Regions from separate parts of the Oryzias latipes genome. Here region 1 is linked to region 2. A link is a contact called in public Hi-C data. All regions are on one chromosome and are shown on one strand. Each heading gives the region's core, a stretch centred on a gene start, on an enhancer-like site or on the middle of the called end of the contact. The rest is flanking DNA. Distances are from core to core; before and after follow the strand shown. Region 1 holds the start of LOC101164604 (ankyrin repeat and SOCS box protein 1). Region 2 overlaps LOC101157017 (histone deacetylase 4).

Region 1 (5,775 bases), core at 752-3,251, 100 kb after region 2:
GACAGAACCCGCCTTCCTGATCAGCTTGTTCAGTCTGTTGGTGTCACTGACTGCAATGCTGCTTCCCCAGCAGACCACGGAGGAGAACAGGGTGCTGGCTACCACAGACTGGTGGAAGATCCCCAGCATCTTGCCGCACACATAAAATGACATGGAGGGCCACATCCCAAGCCTTGAGTTTGACACGTGTGCTTTACACGTATCAGTCGTCCTGGTCCTGTTGGTGACTAACAGCCCCAAAGCATGATGTTTCCACCCCCATGCTTTACAGTAGGTATGGTGTTCTTTGGATGACACTCAGCATTCTTTCTCCTTTCAACACGACGAGTAGAGTTCTTGCCAAAAGGTTCTATTTTGGTTATATCTGACCATAGGACATTCTCCAGATCCTCTTCTGGACCATCCAAATGCTCTCTAGCAAACTTTAGACGGGCCGGCACATGTACTGGCTTCAGCAGGGGGACACGTCTGGCACTGCAGGGTTTGAGTCTCTGGTGGCGTAGTGTGTTACTGATGGTAGCCTTTGTTACTTTGGTCCCAGCTCTTGGCAGGTCATTCACTAGGTCCCCCCGTGTGGTTCTGGGATTTTTGTTCACTGTTCTTGTGATCATTTGGACCCCATGGGGCGATATCTTGCGGGGAGCCCCAGGTGGAGGAAGATTGTCAGTGGTATTGCATGACTTCCTTTCCTAATAATTGATTTCTTCAGACCAAGCTGCTTACCTGTTACAGATTCTGTCTTCCAGCCTGGTGCAGATCAACAATTTAGTTTCTGGTGTCCTTAGACAGCTCTTTGGTCTCAGCCATAGTGGAGTTTGAGGCTGTGGACAGGTGTCTTTTGTATAGATAATGAGCTCAAACTGGTATTATTAATACAGGTAATGAGTGGAGGACAGAGGATCCTCTTCCAGAAGATGTTACAGGTCTGTGGGAGCCAGAAATCGTGCTTGTTTGTTGGTGACCAAAACCTTATTTTCCACCATAATACACAAATAAATTATTTTAAAAATTGACAATGGGATTTTTGAGATTTATTGATGTGATTTGAACTTTAGGCCCATTGTACATAATTCTAAAAAAGAACAAGAAGTTTTCTAGCATTCGTATATTTGGCTGAATCACCAACTGTAAAGCACAGTAGTGGGGATGTAATGATTTGGGCTTCTGTTTTTGTTTTTTAGAGTTTCCGATTGCAACTTTTTAATCTTTAATGAGTTGAATCAGCCACAGAGCTGCAGCCTTTCTTAAAGTTTGGTCTCACAGTCGGAAGCTGTCCTCCTGCAGCAGGTTCCTCAGGGTGTCCAGGTCTCCCACGTAGGCCGCGTTGTGGAGCCGCATGTCATCCTGCTCCAGAGGTTTGTCGCAGAACTGCTCCTGAAGCCATTCCTTCAGGTTGCGGCCTACAGAGCACACTTCCAAACATCAGTTTGAGTTTTCCTTATATATTTAAAACATGAAAGAGCCTAGGCTGCACGACATCTGTCAGTCAAATGTTTTGATCATTGGATGTTGGGGCCAGAAGGCACCGCCTAACTTAATGGAGGGATCTGATTGGTCGGTTTATGACTTGAATGCACTAAAGAAAAATTTAGGATTAGAAAGATTGGAACATGTTAAATAAAAAAATAGTTTATTTATAGAGACGCTGTTTATTTCTCTATAGACGTCTATGGGAATTTGCGGTACTTCTGGTTCAGTCAGAACATCTTATGCCGTCTGCATCAGGGTGACAGATGATGGACGGGTTGGTTGGTGGCGGCTCGCGGCTCGTGCAGACTTGCTCACCTGCAGGGGTGGATGTGGGCAGGTCGGACACGGTGATGAGCGGAAGGAACCGGATACTGGGCGGTTCGTCCGCGTCCGGACCGTCAGCCATGCTGCACGACTGAACGCAGAGGCGATCCCGACACACAGACGCAGGGACAGGCGGGGGTCCGGACCAGACAGGAGAGCATAAACAAGCAGGACGGAGTTGACGAAGGCGTCTGCGCAGATCACGGCGTCACTTCCGGGCTGGCTGTGCAGCTTAAAGTGCCAGCGCGGGTTTTAACCAAACCAACTACTGAAAAAAAGGGTTAGATTCACTAAAGATTTTAGAAATAAATAAGGGTGAAGTAAAATAAATAAATACAATTTAAAAAAAGCTATTTAACTCAATACATTTTTCAAAATTCACTGTTTCAAGTTGCTGCCATTGAAGGTCAAACTTTTGAATGGATTTCAGTTCAATTATTAGTCTGCATGGATGACTTATGTATTAAACTTTTAAGTTTGATGAGCTGGAATGTTTACAGTTTAAATAACCATAAATTTCCTCTAAGGGATCCTCCACATCGGTGACTGACCCTTCTCAGTGAAAGGGGTCGCTGCAATGGGATCTCCCGGGTCTGACTCTGACTCTTTTGATTGGATCTGGGGGGTCCTGTGGTAGTGTACTCCGTGAACTTGGGTGGGGGTCACTGATGTGGACATGTCCCCAAAATATCATTTCCCCACTTCAGGACAAAGCCAGGTCTCTACATTCTATCATTTCATCACTCTTTATATCATGGTGTGCGTGGGTGTGTGTGTGTGTGTGTGTGTGTGTGTGTGTGGGGGGGGGGGTTGTCGGCACTGTTTGTCTTGTCATCTTGTTTTTAAACTTTATTGTATTTTATGCACAGCACTTTGAGTGACGTGTTGTTGTAAAGGTGCTATATAAATAAAGGTTGATTTGATTTGATTTGAAATACCACCTTAAACAAACATAAATAACTCGTGAGACATTTTCTTCTGGGCTTTTAAAGTTAATTTGACAATTCTTTGAATGTACGTTTGTTTGTTTGTTTATTTTGGATGGCAGCAATTAACAGCTGCCAAAAAAATAAAAATAAAAATTAAAAATAGAGCACCCTGCGAGCCCGCCTTCACCCAGCAGTAGTTGAGACTGGCTGCTGCGACCCAGTGACCCAGAAGGCATCCAGCAGGTTAAGAGGATGCATGGATAGATTAGATAGTATTAAAAAAAGTTAACTTCAAGTAAGTATACTTGTATTGCACTGAAAGAGACGACTTTTTGCTAAGGGTTGGTTCTCCAGTGTTGAATTTTCGAGGTGTAAATTGATAGATGGAGAAGCAGCTCAAAGCATTACATTTGAGCATCACACCAGGCACATTTAGCAGGAAGTTATAAAATACTCCTGGGGTCTTTAATGTTTCTTTATGCCCCCTGGGCTGCACAGTGGCACAGGCAGTGGTTGGCGCTCTTGCCTCGCAGCGAAAAAGCGGGGATTGAAATCGCAGCTGGGATCTTTCTGTGTGTAGTTAGCATGTTCTCCTCGTGCATGTGTGGGTTTGCTCCAGGTGCTCTGGCTTCCTTCCAGAGTCCAAAAAACAAGCTTCATAGGTTAATTAGTGTCTCTAAATTGTCGTTAAGTGTGACTGTGAGTGTGTAGCCCTGCAACAGATTGATGGGTTCAGGGTGTACCCCAACTCACCCTACAGTAGCTGGGTTAGCTCCAGGAACTCCATGGGGTTCAGCAGGTTCAGAAGATGGATGGATTTATGCCTCACTTTAATACCACCTACCAACTGCTGACTGGACTCAGTCTTGAATCCACTTAACAAAGGGCACCTTTAAAATCAGATTTTACCATCTCAGATTTATGTCAGTTTATTGTGTCAGTGTTGTGTAGAGATCAATACATCCTTTATTGACGATCAACTGCTCTCTATGGTTTGCTGTGATTATCACACCATAATTATCCCAGAACATTCGCTCATAGATAGATAGATAGATAGATAGATAGATAGATAGATAGATAGATAGATAGATAGATAGATAGATAGATAGATAGATAGATAGATAGATAGATAGATAGATAGATAGATAGATAGATAGATAGATGACTTTATTAATCCCACAATGGGGAAATTTCATTTATCTGTGGCAGCAAAAACGACATTCAGAAATAATCTTTATAATACAACATCAAAAAAGGACATCAAAATCATCATCATGGTCTTCACGGAGGTTTTTCACACAAACATGCAATGGAGACTCAGCCACTTTGTTAAACTCTTGAGAAAGGGTTTTACTTAGAGACATTTCTAGCAGAACCAAGCGTTGAGGGTAAAACCTCTCTCTGAACCCAGACCGAGAAAACCCCAATCTAAATTCAAGCCACCATACTCTCTTTAGGATTAAGAATAAAGCAAAGATCAGAACAGTGTGAATACAAGCATCTCTCCCAACATCTCTCCGTACTTCAATTCGGGTCAAACTGGTTCTTAGAGTCGGGTTTTCTACACCCGAATGAGCCTCTATAAACCCCAACACATGTGGAATCAACTGGGCTGTATGAGAGATCCCTCATGTGTTGACCAGGGAATGTTCCCACTGAAAGGTTCAGAACTTTCTCCTGGTTTCATGTGAGACCTGAAGAGCTTCCCTCTGCTGGTTTTGTTTGGAGTGAATGAAGGAGAAGTGACTGCTGGTCGATAGTTTGTCCTAATGCTGCTGGACCTTCTCGTGAGCTGAGAGGAGATCAAGTTCTGTCAGGATTTAACCCTTGTGCTATCTTAGATGACCCCACCCTTACATTGATGTGTTCTCCCTACCATGACAAAGGTGGATAAAGGTAGGTGTCATGTAATCCATGGACACCAGTGAAGATCACAAATCATTGAAGAAAAAAGGTTCAGCGCACTGTCTAGTGGGTCTAGATGACCCAACTCCCAATGGTAAAGTTCCTAGGATAGCACAAGGGTTAGAGGAAGTAATCTCTGCAACAATCTGCAAGAAACTTTAGTGCAGCTTTTTTGTCTAAAAAAAAACTTCCAGGATTGAGCACACAGGACTTAACTGGTTTAGTAGGAGTCCATGGGAAGTGTGTGAAGTCTGTGGGCGATTTCTCAGTGACAAGAGAAGGGAAGATCAGGGGGGTTGCATATATAACATATGCAGTACTGGTTCATATCATTTCTTTTGTATTCATTCCCTTCCTATGTTTCTTTCCTTTTGTTTTCATATTCTACTCCGTTAAGTCCCTTTCGGGGTCACGGGGCTGCCGCAGCCTATCCCAGCCACTTGTGGGCGATAGAGGTCACCAGTCTGTTGTAGGGTAGAATGTCCACAATCACACACCCATTCACACTCACACCTATGGACAATTTAGTTGCCAATTAATCTATGAAGCATGTTTTTGGATGGTGGGAGGAAGCTGGAGATCCAGGAGAGAACCCATGCACGCACGGGGATAACATGTAAACTCCACACAGAAAGGTCCCCCATTGTTGTTTTTTTTTTTTTTTTACTTGTCCTGTCCAACAGCTGGGCAGACAGATGAGAGCTGAAGGCCTCTTGTGTTGGACATATTTTACTTTTACGACAGGGGTTATGAATCTTCTGGCAAACCAGAGGTATGTCTGAAGAAACCCCTGTTATTGTGTTTTCCATGTCCCCCAGCCGGGACTTAAACCGGGAGCCTTCTTGCTGTGAGGAAAGACCGCTAACCACTGCCTGTGCCACCGTGCAGCCCATGTTTATTTCCTTCAATGCGATATGCATGTTTCACAGTTTTTTGTATGCATCCTTATTTCAAAATAGGATTTGGAACCATTCCAATAAAGCATGTTTTGCTTAAAGTAACTGCTCTTCTTCATAAAAGTTTGAACATGTGAAGTGTAGGACCGCCCAGCTTCTCACCATCAGTGAGTCGTTTTGTGTGTGTGTGTGTGTGGGGGGGGGGGGGGGGGGGGGTAAAACACACCAGACAGGCATGTAGCTGTGGGTTT
Region 2 (5,924 bases), core at 1,915-4,414:
CGTTCTCTTCGCCAGCAGTCTTTGAAGTTCCCGTTTTCATTTCCTCTCTCTGTCGCAGACGGAGCGCAGGCTCACTGTCATGTCGCTCGCCTCCAGCTAACGGGGACATCTTTTCATCGACGTATGAAAGCATTCTTTGAATATAAAGACGTCGTTTAATTAACGTCATCGGTGAAAGCCAGCAGCGATTGAAGTGGAAGATGTTAATAAGTCCTCCTTTAAAATTTTTTTTATGCTTATGCTTTTATGCTTATGCTTATTTCATCTCCAGGATGTTCATCACGGCAACGGCACCCAGCAGGCTTTCTACGCGGACCCCAATGTCCTCTACCTATCTCTGCATCGTTATGACGACGGAAACTTCTTTCCCGGCAGCGGAGCCCCTGATGAGGTGAGCGCAGCTCCCGCTCTGTCTTATCTGCTCGCCTTCCCATCCGCCTGCAGACACTTGCCCATAGCAAACTGTGCTTTTCTGCCTTCCAGGTGGGAAGCGGAGCAGGTGTAGGCTTCAACGTAAACGTGGCCTTCACTGGAGGACTGGAACCTCCCATGGCTGATGCAGAATATTTAGCTGCATTCAGGTAAGCCCGAAAAACTTCCCACTGTGTATGTGTACTTCACTACATGATCAATAATTCCTTTAAATCCTCTTTTAAAGCTCCTAAAAGGACAACAGTCTGGTCTTCATGCTAGGCAGGATTTTTAGTGGTTGTCGTGTCTCTGAAGGTATCTAGATATTCTCACGCTCCCACCCTACTTACTATCTGCAGGTTTTCCTAACGCAGATATGTGCAGTTTAGGTTCCAGCAGCCGGATAGATAGATAGACTTAGATTTGTTCCAGTCTCCTAGAACCTCTTTGAAGATGGTTCTAGGAGTGTCCATCTGCGTCCGTCAGGCCGGAGCCCGATGCTTTGAGCTGACAGGCCACTGTCTGATCCCAGCTTCAGCACGCAACTTCCAGGAAATGCACCTTAGTCCGTTAATGCACCCCAGTACCCTTTCTCCCCCCCAAAAGGGTCTGTTTTCATTCTGGTATTTCCACACCCCTTTCGACTTTCTGCTCCTCTTGCTGCAAACGCATCTGTGACAAGAAAATCGAATATTATGCAATAGCAACAACCGGTAACTGAAACTTAGTTCCACAAAAATGAAGTGACAGAATTCATTCTTATTTTTTGTAACAGTCTTTTAATACCCACTCTGATAAAATTCATAGATGGGGTGTTTTTAAAATGTTTTTATGTTTTTTTTTCTAATGATGGAGGACATATTTTAGGAACATTAAGCTTAAAACTGCATTTTATTATTAACTGTTGTGAGTCTGGGGCAGACAAATAAAGTGCTGTTTAAAAAAGATCCATTCTTGATGTAGAAATAATAAAAAGTATTTTCAGATTTGCACACTAACGGCTAAGTTATGTATCTTATTTTCTATCAGATCTTTAAAAAATCCAAATAATGCATTGGCAGAAAAAAATGACAGACTGTTGACCAGGGTGGCTGCAGATCCTTAAAGTCCTAAAAGGTCTTAGATTAACTAAACTCAAAATAAGGCCTTAAATTCTGGTCAGTGGATCAAATATTTTTCTTGTCAGAGTGATGACTTCCTGTCATAAAAAAGCATTGCCAGGATGCGCTGTGTTACAAGGTCGTGACCTGGTCACAAATCGTTCTAACCTCGGCTGGCTAATTGGTGGGAAAAGGGGGAAAGTGCAAATTCATGAAGAAATTGAAAGTAGGGATTACATTAAAGTAGGTGGTTGAGACCAGGTAGTGGAAATCCTTATGTAAAAAACTGTACGGTTTGCCGACAGACATTTAAAACAGAGGGGGGATCAAGGCGGTCGAATCGCATGTGAAGAACAAGAGCAGATGGCGGCTGTTTGTTTCATTTTCTTTGTACGTACAGTACATATGGGGTCAAATCAGGATCACCTGAAGGTAAATGTAAATCCAGATAAGCTGATAAACTTTTTTTTGTCACCAATGCCCCCCCTCCCATTCGTAACCAATCTACACCCATCCAAAGCAAGGCGCGCATCCCATGAAGCTGCAGCCTCAGTCAACTCTGAACTGTATGTGTGTATTTGTTGTATGTCTGATCTTGTTCAGGTTGTACTGGAACACATCTCGTATGTCAATGTAAAAGCTGCACATATGAAAATAAAAGGATTCTGATTCTGATCCCCCCTCATTCGCGGGGTTAGGGACCAGAGACACTCGCAAATACAGCGAATTCAGAAAAAATAAGTGTGTGTGTTAACCTGCGGCGGTGCTGGCAGCGCAAACTCTTCCTGGAAGGGGCGATTCCTCACTTATCTACAGAACAGACCAAACGTTTGGACACACCTTCTCATTCAAAGAGTTTTCTTCATTTTCGTGACTATGAAAATTGTAGATTCACACTGAAGGCATTAAAACTATGAATGAACACATGAACAAAACAGTGTGAAACAACTGAAAATATGTCATATAGTAGGTTCTCTAAAGTAGCCACCTTTTACTTTGAATTACTGCTTTTCATTTATGCTGGATTTTATTCACTCACAAAAAATATGACTACTTTTTTATTTTTAAATCGTTTTTTTTACGTTATAGCTTTTTTCATGCTGTTGGTAAGTCTGTCCTGGAACACATTCATGCCTGTGATGGCAGGTCCTGTTTGTGTGTTTTTCATACCTATTGTTAATCATTGATCATCAAAGATCACTCTTGTTTTGTGTGTGTCTGTGTGTGTGTGTGTGTGCGTGTGTGTGCGTGAGAGAGAGGGGGGTAGCAAGGAAGAATATCAGTTTGGTTGTTTACTTCTTCCTTCCCTGGGGCCTTTAATCCCCAAAGGCTTTGGCACTTTCTGACAATTTATTGTCCCAGTGGGACGGCAACAAACCTGTCAAGTGGCTCATAGATCATGCACACATAAAAAACTATGATGCAGATGCTGCTTGGTTTAAAAGAAAAAAAGGAATAAAACACACAATTATGCAACATTTACCATGAATGAGAGGATTTTTAAACAGTAGTTTGCTGCACTTACTCATGCAAACACCTGATGCCTGGAGCCTCGGTATGTATCGGGCAATGTGGGCCCTTCCTTTGAGTCGTGTTTCTGGGTCCTGGTCCACTGCGGGGCTGGTGCCACGTTGCATTCACAGGGGATCAACTCAGAGCCTCCAGAAAGCACAGAGGGGGGGGAGATAAGAAAATTGGCCCTAATGAAAACCAGAAGCAGCGTCTCTCTCCCTCTGTCAACCCCCCCCCCCCCACTCTTTGCCATGAACTTGGAAAGAAGAGAGAGAATAAAACTTAATTCAAACCAGCTCTCCGCAGTGCCAGATGACAGGGCTTTGAAGTCTAAGTGTGTGTGTGTGAGTTTTTCACCCTCTTCGTCTCTCCTCCTCCTCCTCCACTGCCGCCGCCACGCTCACTTCTACTGTTTTTATGAACGGAGGAGGGAAGCCTCAAACTCTGCCGGTTAACCTTTTGTTTGCCGGTGGGATGAGGTTTTTGCTCCCTCTGTAGGGCGCGCTCTGCTTCGGCCCTACACCTGGCCTTTCATGCACAGAGACAGATGGACTTCACGGATTTGAAAAGGGCTGCAGAGGTCACACATGAAAGAGAAAAAAATCCATCATACATCAATGGGAAATCTATTCCTCCTTCAGAATGTGGAAGCAGCCACAATGATGTCATCTCACCTCAGCTGGGGGACAAGCAGGATGCTTAAGACCCTTTTTCGGATTTGTTTAAACTAACTGTACTTCGCTGATTGTTGAATATCCTAATTGTTTTTGCAATTACATCAGTGTGCATGCACTCACTTTGCTAGGTAAACCAGTAAACAAAAAGTAACTGGAAGAAACTCAGTGGTTTTAACCTGATATGGCCATTTGTATCATGTTCCATAAAAACTTTTCAGAGTAAAATCTATCTATTTATATGATAATATGCTACCTTTGGGCCCTGCGACAGACTGGTGACCTGTCCAGGATGTCCCCTGCCTTGGCCCTCGAGTGGCTGGGATAGGCTCCAGCAGCCCCATGACCCCGAAAGGGACAAATGGTTAAGAAGATGTGTGAGTGAATAAATGAACGTTACCTGTGGAAAAATAAAGAATTTTTTTTAAATGAAATATGACTTATTGTCACAGTTCATTTTTTTATACTATGAAGTAAGACGACTCAATCTCTGAGGCTCCGCCTTTTTCGCTCCATGTGGGTGCCGCCCCATTTCATGACGTCTACCTAGAGCCGGCCTCGGCTGTGTCTCTGCGTTTCGCCCACGAAAACAAACAATGTCCAAACTTTTGCAAAGATGGATGTGCATATTCTTCATATAAAGTTGTTTAGCCGATCACTGCTAGCTCTGAGGAGAAAGTGTTTGTGTGCGTTAGCCTGGGGCGGTGCTAGCAGCACAGACTCTTCCTGCAAGAATATCCAGGTCACAATGTGAAAAAACCCACTAGTTGTTTTAGATTAGTAGGAGTTGGTGCTCAGAGTGCAGAGTTTTACAGGAATGCTTGAAGATGAATTAAGAGGAATTATAATTATAATACTCTTAAAAGCTCAAAAAGGTTGATTTGGTTTTTTAAAACCCATTGTATATAGAACTTGGTCCATATTTTCAGCTCTTTAGCTCATCATCCTTCCACTAGAGGCAATAGAAGGGCTTTTTCTTTATATTGTAGGGGGCCGCCTGCAGAGAAATTTCCGCTTTAATCGGAAAAAGTTTTGCTAATTTTTTAAATCTTTAAAGTGAGAACAACTCCTCTGTTGTTTCTTTCTTTAAATGATAGCAAAATAGAATTTATTCCAATCAATCATTAGAAAAACCCACCGACACAACAGTGTTCACTCCCTATTTGCAGTTCACCGTTTGAAGTCTCCCTGTTTCATTAATCTTTCAGAGCAATTTTGCTTGCTTTAATGTTTTTGAAACAGTGCATTGTCTTCTGTTGTTATTAATTTTGCCTTTGTGCCTCTGTAAAAGGAACAGATTATTTAAGAAAGTTCCTCTGTTCGGATTGTTCAAGTCTAAAGAAGGGTTAATGTATTTTTCCGGATTTCCTTGAACAATAAACCATTCATTAATTCCTTCTTCTTCTTCTTCCTGATTGGCTGTTGATCTTGTCAATTAATCTCCTCCATTCCATGTCTCCTGTAACCAATCACTAACCTATCTTTATCTCAATAAAAATGATACTGGAATTTTTTGTGGATATTATCAAGGAGTTTAAAAAACATCCTAATTCTCAAAAAACAAGTGTTTTCTGTCCATTCTTTGATGTAGTGGTCTTTACTCGGTTAGAGAATGCAGTCCCTTCCCTTAGCATGTCCCTAAGCCAGCATCGTAAACAGTGTTCTTCTTCTAAACCACCAGCTTCCTTCTTCATCATTGTGGTAGCACATTATTGTGGTTTGAACCTCAGAGCTGGAAGTGATGACACCAGCACAGTGCAGCCTCATGAGTAGAACTTTCTGTCTGTGGTGGTTGAGGTGTCCTGTCATCTGTGCTCTTCCAACAGACCGTATCTGCATCTGTGGTCAAGTCTGTTTATTTGAAGCAGCCTAAATGTTTGTTATCTGTGACTGTGAATGGCAGACGTATCATTCTGAGATCAGCTGGTTCCTGTTAGAGCGGAAGTTCTTCATCCGTCCTGTTTTCGAAGCTTTTGTACCCAGTGTCCGTGTGTCTCGGTGAGCTCCTTCATCTTGGCATGACGTCTTCCCTGAAATGTTGCCAGATGCATCCAAAGGCACAGTGACGCACGCCTTCCCTGTCTGGGACTCCCAAATACCTTCTAATGCTCCCTCCAACCTCGCCCTCCGCCAGCTGTGTGTACATTTGTGTTGTGCTGTGGTGGTAGGGGAGTGAGGGGTGGGGGTGGGGGGGGGGGGGCATAGTTCAGGGCTGTAATTTAACGGG

The links. A called contact is a pair of places that touch in the nucleus more often than the background predicts.
Region 1: a Hi-C map of fibroblasts shows a contact between it and region 2, with 1.7 times the contacts expected there. The contact joins the promoter of LOC101164604 here to the enhancer-like site in region 2. A contact is called at or near these places in 3 of 5 Hi-C or Micro-C datasets (embryo and fibroblasts).

What each region holds. Positions count from the first base shown.
Region 1 is chr21:26,397,170-26,402,944 of ASM223467v1, forward strand. LOC101164604 (ankyrin repeat and SOCS box protein 1) reads right to left here and starts at 2,002. Exons shown (of 5, transcript XM_004082011.4): 1 at 1,786-2,002; 2 at 1,262-1,400. The coding sequence starts at 1,876.
Region 2 is chr21:26,294,742-26,300,665 of ASM223467v1, forward strand. LOC101157017 (histone deacetylase 4) reads left to right here. Exons shown (of 28, transcript XM_020713280.2): 22 at 272-391; 23 at 484-581. Among protein-coding and RNA genes, the nearest start is that of twist2, 28 kb to the right of the region's middle. Within about 2 kb of position 3,165, at least 2 of the 8 cell types and tissues checked have an H3K27ac peak or open chromatin away from gene starts, as enhancers often do.